2 separate regions of the Sus scrofa genome follow, and region 2 is linked to region 1. Evidence: chromatin contacts called from public HiChIP or PLAC-seq data. All regions are on one chromosome and are shown on one strand. Each heading gives the region's core, a stretch centred on a gene start, on an enhancer-like site or on the middle of the called end of the contact. The rest is flanking DNA. Distances are from core to core; before and after follow the strand shown.

Region 1 (3,409 bases), core at 353-2,852:
GGCTACCCCACTGCCACCAAATGACATCTCTTCAGTTCAAATAACTAAATTGGGACACTTTGCATCTTTGGATCCCAAATCCAAGCTCCTGGAGAGAGACTCTGATTCGTTCGGTTTGGGTCAGGTGTCCATCTCTGATTAATTAGCCAGGGGGTGGGAGCAGGGCATATGTTCAGATAATGTTATAGCCAAGGGCTACTTTTATGACCAAAGGAATGCAGATTCTCTGAAAGCTGGATTATGAACTGAGCAGATGATTGTATTACATTAATATTATATTATATTCATGTCATTTCCATGCCATTTTATTCCCTTTATTCTTCTTCTTCTGGGTCTGAAGTCTTCTAAGGTTTTGGCGCCCTGTGGTACCAAAAGCCAGGATGCTATTTCCCTCCCTAGAAACTGCTGTTTCTCCCTGCCAGAGTCCCTTCTTTGTAATCTTTAGCCTAGCTTGCTGGCCTTGGGAGAGACTGAGAATTTTGCCTTCAAGGACATTAATTAGGTAGGGCCCAGGCAATGAAGCCAGGGACCTACGGGCTTATCTTTGTGCCTTTGCAGAGGAACTGGAAAGGTGTCTTTTGCAAACCCTGGAGATAAGATGGAACAGAGAGAAAAAATAAATAAATAAACACCATAGCTCTGAATGTCTCCATTCTCTCCACATCCTAGCCTGTTGGCCCCGGAATTAAAAAAAAAAAAAAAAAAAGTCTTATCTTAACACCCCAACTTACTACAGAGAACTCTTCTCAAGTGCTTACCACTCCCTGGGACGAATGCCACCAAGTGGGGCAGAGAATTGGAGCACAAGGCCCCCTCCTCAGGATGGGGAGCCTTTCTCAGAATGATGGGTGCAGGAAATGTCGCCGGGACATGCAGAAGTCTCTGAATACACAGCTCTGGGCTCAAGCTTCCTTTTTGTGGTGAGGTAAGACATTTTCTGATGAGCTACCATTTGGGGGAAAACATGAATATCATAGTTTCTATTTTTTTTTTTTTTTTGTCTTTTTGCCTTTTCTAGGGCCGTACCCTCGCACATGGAGGTTCCCAGGCTAGGGGTTCAATCAGAGCTGCAGACCCCGGCCTATGCCACAGCCACAGCAATGCGGGATCCGAGCCTCATCTGCAACCTACACCACAGCTCACGGCAATGCTGGATCCTTAACCCACTGAGCAAGGCCAGGGATCAAACCCGAGTCCTCATGGGTAACTGGTCGGATTTGTTATTGCTAGGATGCCACGGGAGCTCCCTAGAGTATGTTTGAAATGATACAAGGATGCATTTGAGGAAAATGACAATGCACTGGGTTTGAGTCCCTTTCTTGGAGGTGGACAGAGACCCTGTGTGTGGAGGCGAGAGAAGGTGAGGAAGCGGGGCTTGGGCACATTGCCCCCAGGTCATTTTCTTGAGTGTGATGAGGGAAAGAGGAATGAGGATACAGATCCGCTGAAGAAGTGGGACTCCTTGATGAAATTCTTTTAACGAGCTCTCAGCTGCAGCGATGCGGGAAGTGGCCCTGGCGGTTCAACGCCTGGGCGGCTGTAGGAAGTAGCGGTACCATTCGATTTCTGTCTGCGTGGACTCGAGCAAGGACGGAGTCTGCGTGGACTCGAGCAAGGACGGAGATGTCACTGGTCCTCTGCAAAGCATCCTCTGCCAGTGGGCGCTGCAGGCATTTTTCTGAGACTTCGGATCATTTGCAGTTTGCCCCACAACTCCCACACGTTTGCCTCTTCGTGTCCCAAAGCCCTCCCTGCTGCAACGTTCCCATAGGAATGTGGATGTCTGCCAAGCGACCTCATGAGCATTCCATTCATCTCCTTGGCTGGGAGGCAGCAAGGAAGCCAACTTGGCTGATATTTAACTGTTTGGGTCCCACATTCACCCTGAAATGAATGGCCGAGCTTGTTGGAATTTTCCAACCCGCACGAGGAAAAACAGAAGATAGAAACAAAAGAGACATACCTATTTATTCGCATAATCCCATCTGCCAGGCAGTTATTATTAAAAGTAACCTAATGAAAAGCACATTCTCTGGTTCTCCTTGTTGTGAAATCATCTTCCACCAGAAAGGCATTTTCAAGTAATGAGGCTTTTGTGAGGTGTGAGCAAACACAATGTGACTATTTTATTTTTATTTTTTATTTTTTTTAGCAAACACAGCAGAGCAGAGCCATCCAAGTGAAGGTTGTTGTTGTCTTCCAAGTAACCTCAGAGGGATATTATCCTGCGATCCTGAGATGCTCAAACATGTGTAAAATTCCTTTTAGGGAATTTCTTGTGGAGTCTCGCTGTCACCGTTTTGCTTTCTGTTTGTCATTCATTCAGCATGTATTAGACACCTCCTATGGGCCAAGCATTCTGCCAGGCCCTGGGGATGGGAGTGAGGAGGGAGATATAGTTGCACTGAGTGATCGTAGGAGGCCCCCAGGGCCCGGTGGAAAAAGTTAGCTCCAGCTAGGTTTGAATCCCAGTTTTGCCTTGTGTGGGTTGTGTAACCTCAGGCATCTTTTAAAAACTCCTTGAGTCATAGTGTTCTCATTTCTAAAATAAAGATGGTAAAATCTACTTTGTAGGGCTGCTCTGAGGAGAAAAATCAGATAAAACGTGTTGCAAAGAGCCTTAATATTGAGGCTAATGCAGGTTAAGTGCTCAGCAAATGAGAACTCTGGTGATTATAATTTTTTGAATTATATAGCTAGTTCGATCACCATGTTTTGGACTAGATGCCAAAGGTACTTTCAGAAAATAATCAATCCTTTTCTTAGTGTGTGTATGGGTAATACAAAGAACAAAATGCAAAGTGTATAAGGGTTAGATGATGAAGACAAAACGTCCTCCTTCTCTTGCTCCTCTGCCACTAGTCTTCCTCCCCAGAGATAACCAGTACCGCCAGGATCTATTTCAGCTATTTCAAGACTTGTTGTTCTTTCTTACTATATCACTCCTTTTTAAAATGATTATTTGGCATTCCATGGACTGGATGCATCATAATTGATTTAGCCAGTCCTCTATCGATGAACTTTTTTTTTTTTTTTTTTTTTTTGTCTTTGTCTTTTTAGAGCCACACCTGCAGCATTTGGAAGTTCCCAGGCTAGGGGTCAAATCGGAGCTATAGCTGTCAGCCTACACCACAGCCACAACAGCTCAGACTCCAAACCGCGTCTGCAACCTATACCACAGCTCATGGCAACACCAGATCCTTTACCCACAGAGCAAGGCCAGGGATCAAACTCACGTCCTCATGGTTAATAGTCAGGTTTGTTTTTTGTTTGTTTGTTTGTTTTTTGTCTTTTTTTTTTTGGCCTTTTCTAGGGCCACTCCCTTGGCATATGGAGGTTCCCAGGCTAGGGGTCTAATTGGAGCTGTAGCTGCTGGCCTATGCCAGAGCCACAGCAACACAGGATCCGA
Region 2 (3,409 bases), core at 337-2,836, 180 kb after region 1:
GTGACCTTCCGCTATGGTCCCCTCTCCCTCTGAATCTCCCTCTTGCCTCCCTCCTTGATGCTGAAGGATGCTTGTGATGACTCTAGATCCACTTGGATAATCCAAGATAGTCTCCCTATTTTCAGGTCAGCTAATTAACGATCTTAATTCCATTTGCAACCTTAATTCCCCTTTGCCCTGTAAAGTAACATAGTCACAGATTCCAAGGATTAGGACATAGACATTTTGGGGTACCATTATTCAGGCGACAAGTCAAACTATAGGAAACAACCAGTTTTTCTCCAAAACATGAAAAGCTTAATTACCACTTATCAAGCACCTACTGTATACCAGGTTCCTTGCATATATTATCTTACTTAATTGCAGTTAATGGCCAAAGAGGCAGGCACTGTGAATAAAAACAGACCACGTTTTTCACTGCCAAAATCCTCTAGTGGTTTCCCATATGTTTTAGGGAAAAACTCAGTCTTCTGATGGTCCTGTGGGACTCTGCAGCATCCAGTCTTGGCCTGGCTCCCAGCCCCAGCACCAGCCTCCCCTCGACCTCCATGCTTCAACCACATGGGCCTCCTTTCGATTTCATAAACTTCTGTGGCTGCACCTGCTAGCCCTTCTTTTTTGCAAAGTTCATCCCCAAGATTTTCACATAGTTGGCCCTGCCTTATTATGCAGATCTCTATTCTATTCACTGCCATATCCCCAGCTCCTCAAATAGGGCTTAGCACATCATACCTGTTTATAAACAAACACATCTGAGTTATATCAGGGAAGAAATGAGATGACATGGCCAAGTTCACAGAGCTAGTCAGCTAGGATGTGAATTCAGCGCACATCCTATACCCCAGACTCTTAAGGAACTAGCCCCTGAGCTCCCCACCAGAGACCCATGATCTAGCTGGGAAAACACTGGGTCCATCTCTTAAGCTGTCCCCTGCTCACTGGAGCGCAGTGAAACAGTGACATGGCCTGCTGACCAGGTCACCACATCCCAACCAATCAGCGAGCCTAACTGAGTACAGTCTGCACGCTTGGCTGGGAAGGCTGCGAGACAAGAAGAGGATATGGTCACTGCAAACCAAGAATTCCTAATCAAGTGGAGGAAATCAATCCAAAACATGAAACCAGCAGATGCACCAGGAGGCATGTGATCCAGGGTTCACCGCTCTAACAGGAAGGGCAGCAGGGCCAGATGTGTGAGAGTGCCATGGGGGCCGCAGTAGCTGGGCTGAGCCAGCAGGGCCGGGGCAGGTGGGCAGGGGTGGGAGACTGGGGAACACACAAGCAAAGGTACAGACCCCAGTACTGGCGGGACCTGTATGAAGATAATCAGCAGATGACCATCAGCATGTTAGGAAGCAGAGGAATATCAAGTCAAGTTAGAACCAGACTCTGGAGGCCTTAAAAGCTGGACTGAGGAACCTATGCCATATCTTTTAAAAGGACGGAGAGTCCTGCCAGATCCTGAGTCAGGGAGAAGCCTGTGTTTTAGGAAGACTTGTTTTAGAAGTGGAAGCAACGTGGAACGGATGTTACGAAAACCTGTTCTCTACCAGGCGGAGCTGATGCCAAAAAGACCTTGGATCACAAAATACCTCCAGATGGCAAAGCCAACTCTGGGGCCCAGTTCCCCTGAGCTAAGCATCACCCTCATGCTAAGGCCCTTCAAGTGGGTGACAACCCAATATCTTCTGGCCATGAGCACGCCAAATTGCTTTCCTCTGCGGTGGGGGTCATATGGGCAGCTGGAAACACATGGAAGGGTATAAGAAGCCATTAGGAGAAGAAAACAATAAAAAACTGTAACCTGTAACTGAAACCTGAGCAATCCCCTCTCCTCCCAACCCCTAGAGTGAATATTTCGAGTTTTCAGATTTCAGAAGACAAACTGAAACGCTGGCTGGGAAGAATTTGTGATTCACCGGGCATGTTTTAAATGAAAGTTTTAAAAATATCCTTTCATGGTTTATCTCCTCTATGCTTCAACGCCAAAGAATAAATCTCTACTTTGATGGCCTCTCCCCAGGACCCGTTTCATCTACAATGCCTGCAATAAAAAACTACACTTATACACTCCTTTTTCCTGAAGACATCCAAGGCAGAATTGAGGCTTCAGAAAGAAACCTTTTTAAAAAAGAAAAAAACATATGGTTCTAACTTCCAAAGGAATTGATTTTTCCATATTCTAATGATCAGATATACATCTTTTAAACATTGGACTTTTCATTCCACTTTGCTGTCATTTCTGGGGAACTTAAACAGATGTCATCATGTTTTTCTATGGGTGACAGCAACAGCAGCCCTGCGATGCCATGATTGTAACGTGTAACAGGGGAGGCCACTGAGTCATGGATTCCAAAGACTGAAATCCCCATGAAGCTAACCACACTCAAGAACTCTTTTAAAATTCCCTGCAGGGCCTCTGAAGAACCAAACACATCAGCAATGAACCAGCAAAACAGCAACCATCAGGAGAGCATTATAACAACACCGTCGATATTGGAAGACTTTGAACTGGATGAGAAGTTAAGTTTTGATTTCAGACTGGACTAGATCTTCGTACCAACAGGTGAGTCATAAGAACCTAAATGTTGGGAGTCTCCATTGTGGCTCAGTGGGTTAAGGACACGACATTGTCCCTTTGAGGATTCAGGTTTGATCTCTGGCCTCACTCAGTGGGTTAAGGATCTGGTGGTGCTGCAAGCTGCAGTGTAGGTTGCAGATGTGGCTTGGATCCAGTGTTGATGAGGCTGTGGTTGCAAGCCCCAGCTGCAGCTCTGCTTCCACTGCTCGCCCAGGAACTTCCATGTGCCATGGGTGCAGCCATAAAAAAAAGAAGATGAACCTAAATGTCCTTATAGCGGGAAGAGACCAGAAAGTCATGCAATCCACCCAAGACGTCACAGAGCATGTTTTAAGTCAGTGCTTGGGCGGAGGTGGAGGGGGGGGTGTTCCTGATTAAATTCCAGTGGAAGTCGGACTATTCAATGAATGTGTTATAGAATCAAAATCACAAGAACAATAGCATATTATTTTTTGGCTAGCGAATTAAAAAGATGAAAGACAGGGAGTTCCTGTCGTGACGCAGTGGTTAACGAATCCGACTAGGAACCATGAGGTTGCGGGTTCCATCCCTGCCCTTGCTCAGTGGGTTAAGGATCCGGCGTTGCTGTGAGCTGTGGTGTAGGTCGCAGACACGGCTCGGATCCTGCGTTGCTGTGGCTCTGGCGTAGGCCGGTGGCCACAGCTCCGATTAGACCCCTAGCCTGGGAACCTCCATATGCCACGGGAGCAGCCCTAGAAATGGCAAAAAGACAAAAAAAAAAAAAAAAAAAAAAGATGAAAGACAAAATACTGCACAGTTTTGAGGAGAGTGAATGGAAACAAGCATCTCTACATACTTCTGGTATGT

The links. HiChIP or PLAC-seq counts read pairs in DNA pulled down with a chosen protein or histone mark.
Region 2: an H3K27ac HiChIP or PLAC-seq map of skeletal muscle shows a contact between it and region 1, with 2.6 times the contacts expected there. The contact joins two enhancer-like sites. A contact is called at or near these places in 3 of 47 Hi-C or Micro-C datasets (embryonic fibroblasts, fibroblasts and heart right ventricle) and 1 of 2 datasets of contacts at active chromatin or transcription factors (skeletal muscle).

Annotation. Positions count from the first base shown.
Region 1 is chr2:46,808,834-46,812,242 of Sscrofa11.1, forward strand. No RefSeq gene overlaps it. Among named protein-coding and RNA genes, the nearest start is that of TEAD1, 140 kb to the left of the region's middle. Within about 2 kb of position 1,603, at least 18 of the 83 cell types and tissues checked have an H3K27ac peak or open chromatin away from gene starts, as enhancers often do. A contact at or near this core is called in embryonic fibroblasts, where this site is marked.
Region 2 is chr2:46,985,320-46,988,728 of Sscrofa11.1, forward strand. All of the region lies in intron 2 of PARVA (alpha-parvin), which reads right to left. Among named protein-coding and RNA genes, the nearest start is that of PARVA, 41 kb to the right of the region's middle. Within about 2 kb of position 1,587, at least 16 of the 83 cell types and tissues checked have an H3K27ac peak or open chromatin away from gene starts, as enhancers often do. A contact at or near this core is called in embryonic fibroblasts, where this site is marked.